Linked DNA regions of Rattus norvegicus: region 2 is linked to region 1. Evidence: chromatin contacts called from public Hi-C data. All regions are on one chromosome and are shown on one strand. The core of a region is the stretch at or near the end of the contact, and the rest is flanking DNA. Distances in the headings are between cores, read along the strand shown. Region 1 overlaps Ptprg (protein tyrosine phosphatase, receptor type, G). Region 2 overlaps Ptprg (protein tyrosine phosphatase, receptor type, G).

The links. A called contact is a pair of places that touch in the nucleus more often than the background predicts.
Region 2: a Hi-C map of frontal cortex shows a contact between it and region 1, with 2.2 times the contacts expected there. The contact joins two enhancer-like sites. A contact is called at or near these places in 4 of 12 Hi-C or Micro-C datasets (frontal cortex, hepatocytes, liver and 1 more).

The regions. Positions count from the first base shown.
Region 1 is chr15:15,409,891-15,417,853 of GRCr8, forward strand. The region is part of intron 8 of Ptprg (protein tyrosine phosphatase, receptor type, G); the gene reads right to left. Among named protein-coding and RNA genes, the nearest start is that of Cep15, 150 kb to the left of the region's middle. Within about 2 kb of position 3,056, at least 5 of the 93 cell types and tissues checked have an H3K27ac peak or open chromatin away from gene starts, as enhancers often do.
Region 2 is chr15:15,725,387-15,733,349 of GRCr8, forward strand. All of the region lies in intron 2 of Ptprg (protein tyrosine phosphatase, receptor type, G), which reads right to left. Among named protein-coding and RNA genes, the nearest start is that of Ptprg, 250 kb to the right of the region's middle. Within about 2 kb of position 2,780, at least 38 of the 93 cell types and tissues checked have an H3K27ac peak or open chromatin away from gene starts, as enhancers often do.

The DNA.
Region 1 (7,963 bases), core at 1,806-4,305:
TGTGTGTGACTCAGGAAACACATCCGGTCTCCAGAAGCAGCAAGTGCTACTCCAGGCTGGAGAACGAGCGAGAGGCCCGCTTGTGCCTGTGCCAAAGGTTCTGCTTGTGTGTGCAGTTGGAAACCATGGCATCGATCAAGGCCTTCCTTTCAAGCCCAGCAAGAAAAGAAATCAGGAAGGGTGCACAGTTTGACGGGAGGGTTTTTAGAAAGCTGATGTATCCAAGTGTGGGACTTGGGATCTTGGTGGCCTCTTACCTTCTCATCTGTATGATGGGCTGCTGTATGAAATGGCTTCCTCATAGGGTTGGGGGTGAACCTAACAGGCACAGTGTAAATAAAGTACGGGCTGTGGGCCTCAGGCCCCCGGGACATTCAGGCCCAATAGCTTTTGCTTGTAAGTCTGGATGTTTAAATCGGATCGGCTAGAACAGCAGGGCAAGGATCTCCTTTAACTATGGGTAGTTCATCTTTAGCACAGTTCCCACCACACCCTGTTGCCCTTACATAGTCTCCTCATGCAGAGCCTGACCCTCCAGTCTGGGAGTGCAGGGGCAGACGCCTATTTTCCACATCCTTCCTTCCCTAGTGGCGGCCACTGCAAACCCTGTCATCTGGGACATTTTGACACATCCTTTTGTATAAAATCAAAGCCTTTTAACTGTGCAGGAGGCGCCACACCCTGCTCGCTAAACAAACGGCCCCGGGGGATGGCTTTGACATCAGCCCCTCCCTTCCAGGGGCCTGATTCCATGCTCGCTGGGGCCTGATTGCTCCTCACAGACATGTAGCATGACATTCCCTGGCAGCACGGAGAGTTCTTGCTTTTCCTCTGAACCACCTTTAATTATGAGCCCTGCTTTCGTTAAATAACGAAGAGGCTCCTAACCGGGCACCCGAGGTCCTCTGATTTCACATCAACGTCAAGGATATTTTCTCAGAGGTTCCAAAAGCCAATCTAAGTCTCCCCTGGCCCTTCTCATTTGGGGATTTAGATGAGGTACTGGGACCTGCTCCGATAGTGCGACCCCCAAGTGTCTTAAGCTGTCAGAGTAAATGGCTACTCCAGGGATCTCCACTCAGGTCTTCCACTTGAGGCAGCGGGCCAACTGTGGATCAATGTGAAACACGGACTGCTCACACATAGCACTTTGGCACACACAGGCTTAATTAACTATTGCACATCCTACCCATAGTGACAGAAGCCAGGCCAGGGTGGAGAGGGGCTGACGCATGCACACAGAGGGTGGCACATCACCCCAGCTCAGCTCAGGACCCCTTTAATGCAGGGAACTTTCCAGAAACCTGACATGAGGAGAAAGGTCTCTTACTGTTTCAGAGTCTCCACAGCAGATCAGACAGGAAAAACAAACAAACAAACAAACAAAAACACCCCCAAAAATCCAGAACCCTAGAAATATTGGTGCCTCAGAATGTCACCTCCCTTTCTCCCATGTCCAAGAGCTCATGAAGGGCACACCACTCTGAAGAAGGTACCGGAACTGGAGGGCAACTTAGAGTGACCCTCGCATGACTTGCATTCTTATCTTCCAAAAACCATGGTCTGAGGGTTGCCAAGAACATACTGCCTGAAGGCAGGCTCTGCCCTCGTCTCTGATGGTCACACATGAAGGACATCTCCATTCAGACTGAGGACTCCACAGTCCTGGAGACCAGGTCGCTAAGCAGATCGTGAGACATGGAGTGGGAGATAAGTCAGCCTGATTTGAACCTGGGAGAGAGGCAGAAAGCAGCTGTTTGTTCTCCCACGTTCCCTGTCTCTAATCCCATCTCCATGATGATGCAAAGACATTGGGAGGCTACTCGAACTCCTCAGACTGGGAACGCTGTCCTTTGTGGGTAACATTTGTCAACACCGTGGCCTTTTAACTGTGGCTTCTTCTGGGGCTAGTGACATTTGCACAAAAGGTCCCTTCTCTTTCACGCTTCCCTCATGTCTTGCCTTATATCTTGCCCAAATAGACTATCTCTTTCATAAGTTGCCTTGGTCATGGTGTTTTCCCACAGCAGCAGCAGAGCTGATGTGTGTGTGTGTGTGTGTGTGTACAGTATGACATAATTTAAAAAATATTGTCATATTATCTACAAATAGCTGCCTTTCTTTGTAATCATTTATGTTTTATTGAATCACATCTAAAATTATAGATAAATCTGAGGACTATGGATGGATACTTCCCAAATTGATAAACTGAGGGTTAGAGTTAGGATTAATGTCAGCCCGGGAGTTACACACTCCCGGCACTAAGGAACATAATGATATGCTTTTAAGGACAATATTATAGAAGCATTGACAAAAGTTTGAAAAAGAACTGGGAATCTGGATTTGTAGGGCGGGTTGGCTGGGAGAGCTGCTGAGCAGAGAGGCTGAACTGAGTCGGCAATATAAGCAGGTGTTTAAGTGGGGAATGGGGAGGGTGACAGTTAGGCCGGGTCAGGCTATCATGGCCCTGCCGTGGGGATGTGCACAGGCAGCACAGGAAAGCCTGTTGTCAGAGTAGAACCCAAATCTGCTAAGGACGGTGGTCAAGATTCTTCTCACGTAGACCTGACTCCAGAAGTCAGATTTGGCTAAGTAGCTACCCCCTGGAGGTACCTATGGGGAACTCTGGTTCCAGTCACCCTAAGTTCTGTTGAGCACAGGCTGACCACATCAAGCCTCCCTTCTATACTGCCTTGCGACTGTCACACTAACTTCAGGGGTATATGCTCCACCTCTGGCAGTAGCTCTGAACTGCAGCCCTGATTCTTGGCAAACAAGGGTTAGAGTTAGCTGCAAGCAGCACAGAGGCCCAGCTCTGAAGGGGTACAGGGAGCACTGCTGTACTGTGCTTCATGCTCAGCAAACAAGCTGCCCAAGGAGGCAGGACACACATTCCGTGTGTCAGAGCTCCAAGTGTGCATTCCGGACTTTCCCAGCCCTCCCCGGACCACCCTGGACTCTGTTTTATTCATGACACCCTTCATCTTCTGAGAGCTAATGGCTGTGGGAAGTGCGTCCACATCCTGTACAGGAAGGAGCATTGTTTGGCTTGACACTAAAGGAGGTGGCAGAGTTCAGAAGGCCACAGTTAACGAGAACTGCTAAGCCTTGGGGTCCAGAGTGGAAGACTGGACGTCTTCCTCATTCTCTGGGATGCTGTCTTCCCTCACCTTGAAAAACGGTGACACCAAGTCATAAGAACAAAGTGGACTGGCACCACCTTACCTGGGCCTTCCTTCCATGTGTTTGGTGATCCATCTCTCGGACCTAAGTCTACACATAGACTCATAATAGGAGATCTGTGTCAGAGACCCAGTGCCCCTGCATTGTGATGTGGTTTCCTGAAGTGCAAAGTCACATTTTTGACTGCTAGGGTGATTTTACAGCTATGAAAAGAGAAAAACAGCTGTGTCACACAAAATAGAGGTCCAAAGACATCTTTGGCAACCAAAGGAGGAGCTCTGTGTAGCAGTCTAACACTCTATAAGCTGTCCTTTTAAACTATCTCAACGGACATGATAAAAAAGTTCCACGTGTCCCGCACAGACAGGATAGCTAGGCTTTCACTGAAATAAATTAGGGTTAGGAAGTGCAGACAAGATTAGGAATGGGTAGTGGGCTCTAGGAAACCCTGTGCCTATACCTATTAAATACCAGCCCTCTCCATGCAGGAGAAGGAGCCAGCTGTGACACTAGGCTACTTCTAACAACTGGGCCCATATGCTTCAAGGAGCACAGGCCGTGAGGCTGGTAACAGCTTTACGTGGTCAGCCCATTCCTCTTTGAGAAGGCTCCTCCTCTCTTCAGAGAAGCCTTTCCTGGTGCCAGCCAAGAAACATTGCTCTGGGCACTTGATATCAGCTGACAGCTCTCAGCTAGGCAGTGGGTCTCCTCCAGGCAAGGAGAGATCTGACATTCGAGAATCAAGATTTGAATCTCAATCCAAGACAATGCATTGGAATTAAAATACTCACACACTTGCACGCACACATGCACACGGGCAGGCACGCACAGGAGGTCTCAAGATCAGTGCCAAAACCAGGCGGCCCCTGGGTGTGCTGAGGTAAACAAACAAACAAACAAACAAACAAACAAACAAAAAACCAAGAATGAATGTAGAGTCAGCCTCCCAAGGTTCCCCAAGCTGGATTCATGACTCTTCCTATTTCTACGGGGCAGGGGACATGGTTGTTTCTTAGGTCATGAGAAAGTGAGGGTCATGCCCAAGTCCTTGTGCAATAGTTAAAGAATGGCATCCACAAGGAGGCCTGAGGAATAATCGTTGGGAAGAATTGGGGAAATCCACTGGCTCTGGGGTACATTCCTCTGCAGAGAGATGCCTGCAATCTCAGCACCCCGTGTTTCAGGAGCAGTGACTGACTGCAGTTTAGCAGGAAAGAGGAAGTACCTCGCGCTGGGAGGAAGGACACCGTGAGTCTTTATTAATTTCCACATGGTTGTTCACAAGCACCACCATGCCCACATGAATAAGCCCAATGTCAGAACAGATTTATCTGGCGAGCAAAAGAAAGTAGAAGCTGTGGGAGGGATGCAAAGTTGGCCTTGAAGCTCAAACGCCGACTACCCGCCTGGAGACAGAGAGGATTAAGTAATTAGGTAATATTTATAACGTGAAAACGATTGACAGCCCCTGGCACCTACTACCAGAATTGGCTCACTAGCTCCCAAGACCCGGCAGCAGTGGTACCCGGGACACTTGACTCCAGCCAGCACCTGCCAGTCTATAAGCGCTTTCTATGCTGTTAGGTTGATCTAGACAGTGAAGCAAGCCCTCTCGGCATGGCTGTTTTGAAATGAACACTTAGGTTTGGGAGAACTTTGGCTACAGTAGAAGAAGCCCTCTGGCTGTAGGCACTGTGAGAGATGTAGCCCCATTCTCTAAATGCCTAGTTACACTTTTACTACATGAGAACTTAGCCTGGATAAACAGCAAATGCTCTGACTGGGTCAATATTATAGCAAGGCTCTTGTTCCTGGCCATGTGGCATATTTCATCCATCCATCCATCCATCCATCCATCCATCCATCCATATACTCACTGAAGAGTTAGCAATGATGAGAGTGCTACCTACCCATGAGATACAGTCTTACCACATCATGGTACTTGTAGTAAAAGAGAGATCTATTCTAAAACAAATGTCAAGAGTGACCACAGGGAATGCTTCACTCCTTCTTTAAAAGGGGAACAAGAATACCCTTGGCAGGGAATAGAGAGGCAAAGATTAAAACAGACACAGAAGGAACACCCATTCAGAGCCTGCCCCACATGTGGCCCATGCATATACAGCCATCCAATTAGACAAGATGGATGAAGCAAAGAAGTGCAGGTCGACAGGAGCCGGATGTAGATCTCTCCCGAGAGACACAGCCAGAATACAGCAAACACAGAGGCGTAGGCCAGCAGCAAACCACTGAATTGAGAATAGGACCCCCGTTGAAGGAATCAGAGAAAGAACTGGAAGAGCTTGAAGGGGCTCGAGACCCCATATGTACAACAATGCCAAGCAACCAGAGCTTCCAGGGACTAAGCCACTACCTAAAGACTATACATGGACTGACCCTGGACTCTGACCTCATAGGTAGCAATGAATAGCCTAGTAAGAGCACCAGTGGAAGGGGAAGCCCTGGGTCCTGCCAAGACTGAACCCCCAGTGAACTAGACTGTTGGGGGGAGGGCGGGAATGGGGGGAGGGTGGGGAGGGGAACACCCATAAGGAAGGGGAGGGGGGAGGGGGATGTTTGCCCGGAAACCGGGAAAGGGAATAACACTCTAAATGTATATAAGAAATACTCAAGTTAATAAAAAAATTAAGAAAAAAAAAGAGTGACCACAGGGGAAAGTATGGGTGTCCTCCCAAATGGCTAGACCAAAGCAGCCAAGAGACTTCCCTTGGAAGGGCACTTTAGGCAGAGCTATGAAGGTTGAGAAGCATCAGTTTGGTGCAGAGGAAGGTCAAGTGTCCTGAGCCAGAGGGTGCAGGCTACTGGGGCCGGAGCACATCAGCGAGCTGACATCAAGGGAAGTGACACGCAAGATAGGTCTGGGGAGGGGGAAGGACTCATGGACCACAGTATCTACATTTCTCTTCCTGTTGCTGTGATGAGATACACTGATAAGGATAATTTAAGGGAGACAGAGCTTATTTTAGCTTACAGTTTAAGGTCCTATCCATCATGGCTGGGAAGTCAGTCAAGGCACCAGGAGCCTGGGGAGCTTAGTCACACTGCATCCAGAGTCAGGAAGCAGAGCAGTGGATAAGCCAAGGATCCAGAGAACGGCCCTGTCCACAGTTCAGAGGGGTCTTCCCACATCAGTTGATTTAATAAAGATCTCGCTTCAGGCAGGCCAGCAGGCCCACCTCCTAGCTGATCATGCATTCCGTCGCGTTGACACTAACCACTCCACACAGAACAGTAACTCTCCCAGAAGGGTTTCAACAGCTTCACACATCTTCCAGGAAGCAGAGCCCCTTGTTCTGTGATGTGAGCGTCAGCGATCGTGTCACAGACAACATTCTCACCCAGATGTACACAGAGCTCGCCGCTCACCTGTACACCAGAAGTGCGAGTATCTGCACAGAACCTTCCCTATCTCTGACTCTCTGTTATCTGTTCCGCAGACTGTCACGTTTAAAAGGTCATAGGCAGACGAGGAGTACGATGACTGCACACAAGAACAAATTTGGACTCTCAAGCCTCGTGTCTAACACTGCCTCAGGCTGTCCCATAGGCCCAGTGAAGGAATGGCTGTGCCCCTGCTATGATGCTAGATAGCATGTGAGGTTCCACTAATGCACAAACCCCTCTATTTAGAAGTCCCACTTGCCCTCTAGGCCAGTGGTTCTCACCCTCCCTAATGCTGTGACACTAAAGGGTAGTGCAGCTTTAGTGTAGCTCCTCATGTTGTGGGGACTCCAACCATGAAATGATTTTCATTGCTGCTTCATAACTGTAATTTTGCTGTTGTGAATCATGATGCAAATATCTGATATGAGACCTCTACGGGGGTTGTAAACCACAGAGTAAGAAGCTCTGCTTTAGGCCTTTGGTACCAGACTGGAACTGCTGAATGCACAAAGTAACTGTATGAGCAACTGATATTGAATTGTTTTAATTATATTGTATATGCTGATTTATACAATCCTTTTGTCTGTCTATCTATCTATCTATCTATCTATCTATCTATCTATCTATCTATCTATCTATCCATCCACTCACCCACCAACTCTCCCTCCCATCCATCCATCCATCCATCCATCCATCCATCCATCCATCCATCCATCCATCCATCCATCCATCCATCCTGTGGGGACTGCCATCCCTAACTGGACACTTGTAATTCCCAATCACTTCACCTGACCTCAAAACCTCCTAGCAGGCTCCTGCTGGACTTGTAGACTCTACTACTTTTTTTTTTTAACAATACAGCCAATGGGAGAGGCTCACACACCTGTTCAGATCACTGACCAGGGCTGCAAACGTGTTATCACAATACCTTATCAACCTTCTTGACTCCACATAGGTCCAGCTTCCCTGCCCTATGTCTAATCTCGCTTCCCTTTGCCCACTGGTCCCCGATGCTTCTTCCTATACCCAAGGGCCTTTGCAAATGACCTTTTCCTCTACATCTCTGCAGGATTACATTCCTGCCCTCCCAGGGGCTAATCCATACTCAGGACCTTGGTAGTCTATACAGGAAACACCCAAGATAACTTGGCAGAACACCTAACACCAAACACATAAAGAATGCTGGACTGCCCTGCTCAAGGAAGACCTCCTCTACTCTTAGAACATGACTGATTTCTGGTAAAACCAGTAATACCCGGGTATGAAGGCCCATACTTGCCCTGTTTATTTCTTCCATTCACAATGTAAAATGTCTATGTGTCTATCTATATGTAAAGAGGTAAGTAATTGGATAGTGTGTGTGTGTGTGTGTGTG
Region 2 (7,963 bases), core at 1,530-4,029, 320 kb after region 1:
ATCACAGGCTGGGTGTGAGGCAAAATCCTCTAGAACTCAGGAAACTTTTGCCATTAAGAGATATCAGTCATAGTACTTACTGGCCGAGTCTATGCGAGGGAAGGCCTGCAACTCAGGTGCACATAAGGTGACAGCTGGGGCTACAATCGTCTAAGGCCCTCCACCCCATGGACGGGAGGATCCATCTGCAATGTGACTCATGCACATGTCGGGGAACTGCCAACAGCCTATTAGAAACACAGTGCTACATAGCCAACAACCTCAGCATACACTGGTTTGAAAACCACTGGTGTGGCAGACCCTAGCGCTTGGGAGGTAGAGGCATGGGAATAAGAAGTTCAACACCAATTTGGGCTACATGAAATCATTAGTGCCTAAAAAAAATTTTTTTAAAAATCAATCAATCATCAATCATTCGTCAATCAGTTGTCCACAGTCAATCAATCGACAAAGCACTGATGTTAATTGCCTCAACTCTTGAATATCTGCAAATTACAATAATAAAACACTAGAAAATTTGATTTTAAAGTGACAATATCTCAGCACTACTTTTCAAACTGCGTCCTCTAACTTTATGCTTTCAAATGGTGCCACCTAGCACACTCCCAGCCACACCAGGCACCCAGTCAGATTAGTCGGAATAAACAACAAACCCAGCCAACACGGTTTAATGATCCCACGTTTCCTGTTGCCGGACTGCAGGAATTTTAAACTTTGACTGCACTTTGAGTGGTAACATGGAGGATCTTACTTTGATCCCTGGATATAAACTGTGTCTCCTTCTACGTGAGTAAAAACAATCCCAGATCTGAAAGCGTGAACAAGTTCATATTGATCAAGCAACCTCTGCCTCTGCCAGACAGTTAATAACATGGGTAGTGCATGCTGGGTGTTTTCTGGTCTGCCTCTGCCGGCCAGTTTATTACGAGGGCGATGGTGCATGCTGGGTATTTTCTGGCCTCTCGACATTTGTATCCGTGCCTCTTTCTAAAGCAGTTAGATATTTTGCCTTCACATTTTCCCCAAATAGTATTGGTTTTTTTGTTCTTGTTTTTTAAGTGAACTATTCACTACTCACTCCCAGCCCACGGCAGTGAAGAGACTGAGTTACTCTTTTTGCAAAGAATCCCTCCCCCCTTTTAAAACCAAAAGGGATTTATTTTATTTTTCAATTATGCATGTATGTAGTGGTAGGGGGTAGGAAAGGAACACTTAAAGGCAGGTGCTTACGGAGGCCAGAGGAGCCAGGTCCCTTGGAACTGGTGTTATTGGCAATTATTAGCTGACCACGTGGGTGCTGGGACCCAAACTCAGGTCTTGTGCAATAGCAGTATGAACTACTAATCCCAGAGCCAGCTTTCCCGGCCCTCAGGAAACTTTTAAAGACAACGATAAAAGCTGTGTAAATGCTGTCTGAGCTGGAGTCCTCAGCTTTCCAAGAGGCTGGCCAGCTTCCTTCCTCTCCTCTAACCAACCTAGACCATCTTCTTGGCATGTCCAGCTGGCTGACGGTGAGGGATGCTTGTATTGTCCATGGACTCCATCTTACCACCATATGGGAGGTGGCCAGTTGCCAGGGCATCCTGACACAGGTGAGCAGAAGAGGGTGGCAGGCTCTGGAGCACACTGAGAAGTAACCTGTCATATAACTGATGGGTGCACAGACTCTTAAACAGATGGCATGGCATGGGGGCACAAAGACTGAGTCCTGCCTCTCGGTGTTATCAGGTTTCATACAAAGATATGCTTTGCAAAAAAAAATGATCCCTAAGATTACCTGAGGCTTTCCTTTCTGTCAGGTTTAAATATGACATGCACAGCCACGAGGGGGGGGGGGGAGCAAACCTTCAGCAAAGTATCACAACTAACATCATCATCAAAAGGTCTAAGCGACTCTCAGCAAAGAGACAAACCACCCAGATAGACAGAGCAGGAGACAGGCCCTGTTGTTTTAAACCAAGAAGTTGGCCAGGCAACTTAACCAAGCTGATGGGCACCAGGCTCAGTGAGAGACCCTGAAATCCCCAAAATTAAGGTAGAGAAGAATGAAGGAAGACACTTGGACTCGATCTCTGGCCTCCACATGTGCACACTCGCATGCACGAACAAACATAAACAAGCCTGCGTCTGCCACATACATGAGTGGAAATTAACCGATTAGTCATGAAAATCCAAGTATCAGGTTTGCTTTAAGCAACTCAGCTTGGAGAAGTCGGCAGAAATAGACCTAAAATCAAAGTCTCAATGGCTTAGGGAAAGTGGCTTCGGGCATACAATCTGGGCGAACTAGTTAGCAATCCCAGGCCTTGCATCCTTCCCGTGGATGTGTGCCTAGAATTTCTCCTAGGATCAGTTTTGGATTCTCACCTCGGTAGAGGGGAATGTCAGAAAGCAGCCACTTTGTGATGTTACTTACATCCTCACTGATATTAAGTTTATCATATGCTCTGCAATGTTACAGGCAGAACCCAGACTCGGGTCCACAGCACACGCCTTGCATCGGCCTGCACTGCACTACCGTTCTTCGCTTGCAACCCATTTTCCCATGAACACCTCCCCAAAGCCTGAATCATAGAGCATCTCTTTCCTCCACTCTCACCATTTCCCCTGTACTTCTAATTTCTAAAACAAGCCCTCGGAATTTATGAAATCCCCTGGGCCAGTGGTTCCTGTGAATTGCCCAGGTATGAAAAGCATTACACAAACCATCAGTCACCCTGAGAACCCAAAGGCACTAAGTGTGGCTGGCCATGGTTGCTAAAGAATGTTATCTATTTCCATCTTGTGCAAATTTAGGCGCAATTGTGGTTTCCTGTCCTAGGGTGTAGTCCAAAAGTAACTCCCCAGAAGTCTGCAAAAATAATACCGGGTGTTTGTTTGAGAGGAAGACTTGAAGAGTTTCCCACTCAGAGGGGAAATGGCGTGTCCTGGCTACAGAGTATCCAGCGAGTTCCGTGTTGCCAGAACCTGCACAATGTTGGTTTAAGCATTGTTTTGTTCACAAGTAAGGCAGGGGCCCGCTGTGGTATGAGGCAGGTTTTGTTCCTTCTCATGCTACAGGGCCTGCCTGTCAGGAGACCGATTCTGTTTTGTTACCTATAAAATGAGAATGACTACATCGTCTGTGTCTTTGTAAAATTGATTGTATTGTCGATGGAAAACACCTCTCATTTCAAAAGGGCATTAAGAGAGTTTCTTCTGGAGCAGAATGTGGTACATTGTGCCTATGGTCCAGGAACAGACTCAGGCCAGTTACACCCCACAATCTGTTCCAATGAGGAAAGAGTTCACTGAAGTTTTTACATTAAAAGAGCAAAAGGAAGCGATGATAGAGGTACTTTGCTAGTACTCTGATGGGGCACCAAGTACGCAGGGCAGAGCAAGGTATGAAAATGTGGGAGGGACTTTAGACACTAAATGATGCATTCTTAGCTTTAGGAACCATAGGACCTGGGGACCTGTTAGTGCACCTCCAAAGGTTTCACATGATAGTTATAAGACTAAAGTCTCAACAATTACAAATGTCTCCCCAGTGATCTCTGCACGGTCTTTAATACAGGTGTGGCTTCTTTTCCTCTCCCAGGGACTTCAGTTAATAGGAAAGATTAAAAATGAACCCACTGTGTTTCAGGGTAATGTGCATATAAATATATATGCATATCATTTTCTTAGATATTAAATTGACTCTGAAACAAGAAGGAACATTGTATACTGGAGCTATTTAGGGGAGATGATGTCTTTACGTTCTATGTTCATTATAGGAATGACTTCATCTTTACCAAGGGTTTTAGTCTGAAATAACACTTCAGCCATGGGTGGATACATTTTCCATGAGGTACCATAAAAAGCACATTATATATTCTAAGGTGTAACCCTACTTTTAGCTTGAAATAGTAACAAGTTCTGAGTCACTGAAGATGAAATTTGCCAACACAGAAATCTGAGGTCAAGAGTAAAGATCCATCAGGGGGTCAGGAGTGCAAATAACTTTCCCTGAACTGGTCAGCCTGATGTCCATAGTATATAACATCACAAAAAGAGGCAAAGACAGCAGAAGACAGGATTGCAGCCCCAGTGAGGATTACAATGGCGCCCCTGTGGGGATCACAGTGGCCACCTGTGGCCAAATACCAGTCACTGTGGAGAAGGAAGGAGAGCTTCTGTTTCTACTCTGTGCCTAGGAGGCTCTTCCCTGTCAGCCCCTTATCATGAGCCACTCTGAAGTCAAGGTCTCTGCCATCTGTGCCCCAGCCAAAGGCAAAGACGCAGACCACAGTCTCATTGTATGACCTGAAATTAGGGAAGGCTTTCTAACCCCACACTGTTGAGTATTCTTCAAACTGGGAATAGCATCTACCCCCATCTACCTCAGCAGCAGTTAGACAACCTCACAAATACTTCATGGATCATGGAGGAGGTACAGAGACAGCAGAGCTGGATCCAGAACGAAGCTGTATATATAGTAACAATTACATAAGAGCCGACAGAGTGCCACCAGCACAGGGAATGACGGCTGGCGCGGCTGCAGTCCCTGCCTCCATTGCACAGGAAGTCTCTGTGAATACGGGGCCCTTGGCTTCTGCCTCTTTGGAAGACTGAGCATTCTTTTTTTTTCTTTTAAAGCATTTTTGCATTTGGCTTTGGGCTTCAGGACAAAGAATACATTTCACACAACTCATTCAAGCCTCTTTTCTCGTTTTCCTCTTTTTAGCTTGCACTTTTAAGGCTATAAAGAGCCTGGAATCCCCAGAAGCCTCATCTACAGCCGTTTCTGCAGAGCTTGTCACACCATCTCCACTCTCCAAGACAATGGATGCCCAGTACCCTAGAGCTGAGTGTGTTAGAAGAGGAGGGCCGCTGTGGCTAATCAAGGAGGTGTGTTCAGCTTAGGAGTTCAGGAGACTAGAAGGCTGATGCCAAGGTCATAGAGGAAGTAGTTTTTTCCCTGGGGCAGGCAAAAGAGTCAGCTCCATGCCTCTTAAGCTTCTAAGTGAATCTCCCTTTTCCTTATTGATAAGAAAATTATCCTGGATCCCTGCCCTCAACTTCATGAGGTCATCTCTCTGCATGTGCACCTCTGTCCAAATGGCCCCTCATGATTTGGACAATAGTTACATCGAGTCACAAGCCAGAACAACTTCATATTATCTCCCTTTTAATCAAAGGCCTTTACTAAGGTATTGGGGTTTAAAATTTAAACATATGTATCAGTATTTAAACATGCATATGGGGTATATGAGTTACGTCTTGGTGGCTGTGCTAGAACACCATGGCCAAGGCAGCTTATAGAAGGAAAGGTTTAGGGGGCCTTACAGTTGCAGACAGTGATTTCCTAATGGCTGGGGAGGCGTAGAACTATGCTGCAGGGTCAGGAAGTAGAGCTGTAACATCTCCAACCACAGACATGAAGTGGAGGGAGCAAACAGGAAGAGGGGCCACACTATGAATTCTCAAAGTCTGCCCCCAGCAAGGCCGTACCATCCCAAACGTTGTCACTTACTAGGGATTAGATGTTCAAATTCTTGAGCCTGTGGGGGACACTATCATCCAAGCCGCCACCAAAGGAGAGGATAACATTGCATTATCCACTGTGTTCCATTTTAATCTCCCAGGACACGTTGTCTTGCTTCCTCTCGCTCTCTTACCAAGGTCCTGTCATGGTCAAGGCACAACTGCAAGCTCTACACATAGAGGGACTTAGGCATCGAGCCACGAATGTATATGACTGTCATCCTGGTGCTCCGGAGCCCGTGGCTGAAAGATTGCAGGTTTGAGCCTGGGCTACATGGAGAGTTTCGGGCCAGTTTGGCTGCTTAGCAAGGCTGTGGCTGAAAGAAAAACTCCCAAGGGCTTGGCACTAGCAGGTACCAAGTTCAAGTTCAAGAAGGCCAATCTTGCACACATCCAGCCTGAAAGGTTTCTAAGCATCAGGCTTGGTGTCAGGACATAAATGCACATAACTCTTTCCTAACAGCTGACCCTCGTTCTGACCCTTCCCCACGGCTGTGTCCTTTGCAATCTGTTAAGCTGTCCTGAACATGAAGTTGTCACAGGCAAGCCTACGTTCGCAGCTGTGTGTTCCAGGGAGACAATTCGTCAGTCAGATACTAATTGCTATTGTACGGATTAATTACTTGCTATTGTAACTTTGAGTCTTAACAATGTAACAATAATTATCTCTTAAACATTATCTGTATAAGTAATAAAATATAGCAATTCAAATTTTCTGAGCATTTACCTGGGGATTGACAATGAAGTGAGTGAAGCCTACAGAGTTTCAAGTCTTATCACTACCATCCCTGCAATGCATTTTCCTGTGCTATGACCGGATGCCCGAGGACCTATTTACTTTGTCTCACTGCCTGGGGTGGGGGTCTCTGTCCAGTTTGCCAAGTCCACTGCTTTGGGTCTGAAGCAAGGCAGAATGTCATGGTGACAGGAGTGTGGGACAGAGTGAGGAGTAACAAGGCAGGGGGAGGTCCTTTGTCTCTTTATTTCTTTCTAGTAAGCCACACCTCTCACTCCTAGTGCATTTTAAAAAAAGATTTATTTTATTTTAAATGAGTACACTGTAGCTGTCTTCAGACACACCAGACGAGGGCATCAGATCTCATGACAGATGATTGTGAGCCACCATGTGGTTGCTGGGAATTGAACTCAGGACCTCTGGGAGAATAGTCAGTGTTCTTAACCACTGAGCCATCTCTCCAGCCCCGCCTGTCTATGGGCTAAACAAGCCAGAAAGATAGTATGTGACTGGTGCTCAGGAGCCGTAACAGAAGGATTGCTGGTGTGAGGCTGGGGGATAAGGGGAGTTTCAGGCCAATGTGGCTATGGTGTTGGGGGCAGTTTAGTGTCTTCATGATTTAAAAAGGAAAAACAAAAATCACCTCTCAGTAGTGTCCCCATCTGGACCTCAGTCCCTGAGCTGTTTGTACTGTTTTATACATGAGACAAAATACAGGAGGCAAAGGGAAGCGCCCAAGAATGAGCAGTTCCGGGTTACAGAGGGAATGTTCGTGTAACCATGCACCAAAACATACAGGGGCTGCGAGTGCAAAACCGTCTGCCTGCCTCTCAACTTAATGTGCATTACTTCACGCACTGCGCTGATGTACGAATAAGATCCAGGCAGGTATCACTTCGCTTGGCAGAAAAGATTTCACAGCCTGGGCTGAGATTCACCTTTGAGCATCTACCCTCTGCCAAGGTGAAAAGCGAAGCAGCAGGCCTTCCCATTCCTCACAATACACACCCTTATGCTAAGTGTTTCCCTGGAAGAAACTTCCTGCTGGAGGTTTAGTTCAAGTCATGGCTTCTGCGCGAAAGTTTAAAGATGAAGTATGTGATTTTTAAAAAAATGCCACTTTGGGTTTTTGAGGGGAAAGGAAGTCGCATTTCCAGTCTCTGGATAATAAGACCAACAGACGACTTCCCCAGAGGAGTCATTCGCCTTTGACGGCTGAAAGCCACAATGGCTGCTGTTTGCCGGAGAGGCCACCCCACAGGTTAATCTTCTTCCCTGTGAGGTGATTTGTCCTTATCTGTAGCCTAAAATTCTTCCCACGAAATTCCAACGTGGCGTCCACTAGTTGCTCTCATTAATAATCCCTCAGTTTCTGCCACCCATTTAAAAATTTTTGAAGGGTGAACCGCGTATTCACGGGGCCCTGGATCAGGTATCAACCAGGTACCTTTAAAATCACAAATACTTTTCAAACATGAAGGAACAACATAAAACGATTTTCTCGGAGAGATGGGCAAAGTATGACGGGGGTGCGGGGGGCATGGCATGGAGGAGACAATATGATGGGGGATGGGGGGGTAGGAGACACCATGACAATCACACACACACACACACACACATACACACACACACACACACGAGGTGGGGGGAGCACTAGGGAATCCATTTCCCTTCACTCATAATCGCCTGCATCAGCATCAGTGCTGAGCTGCCACG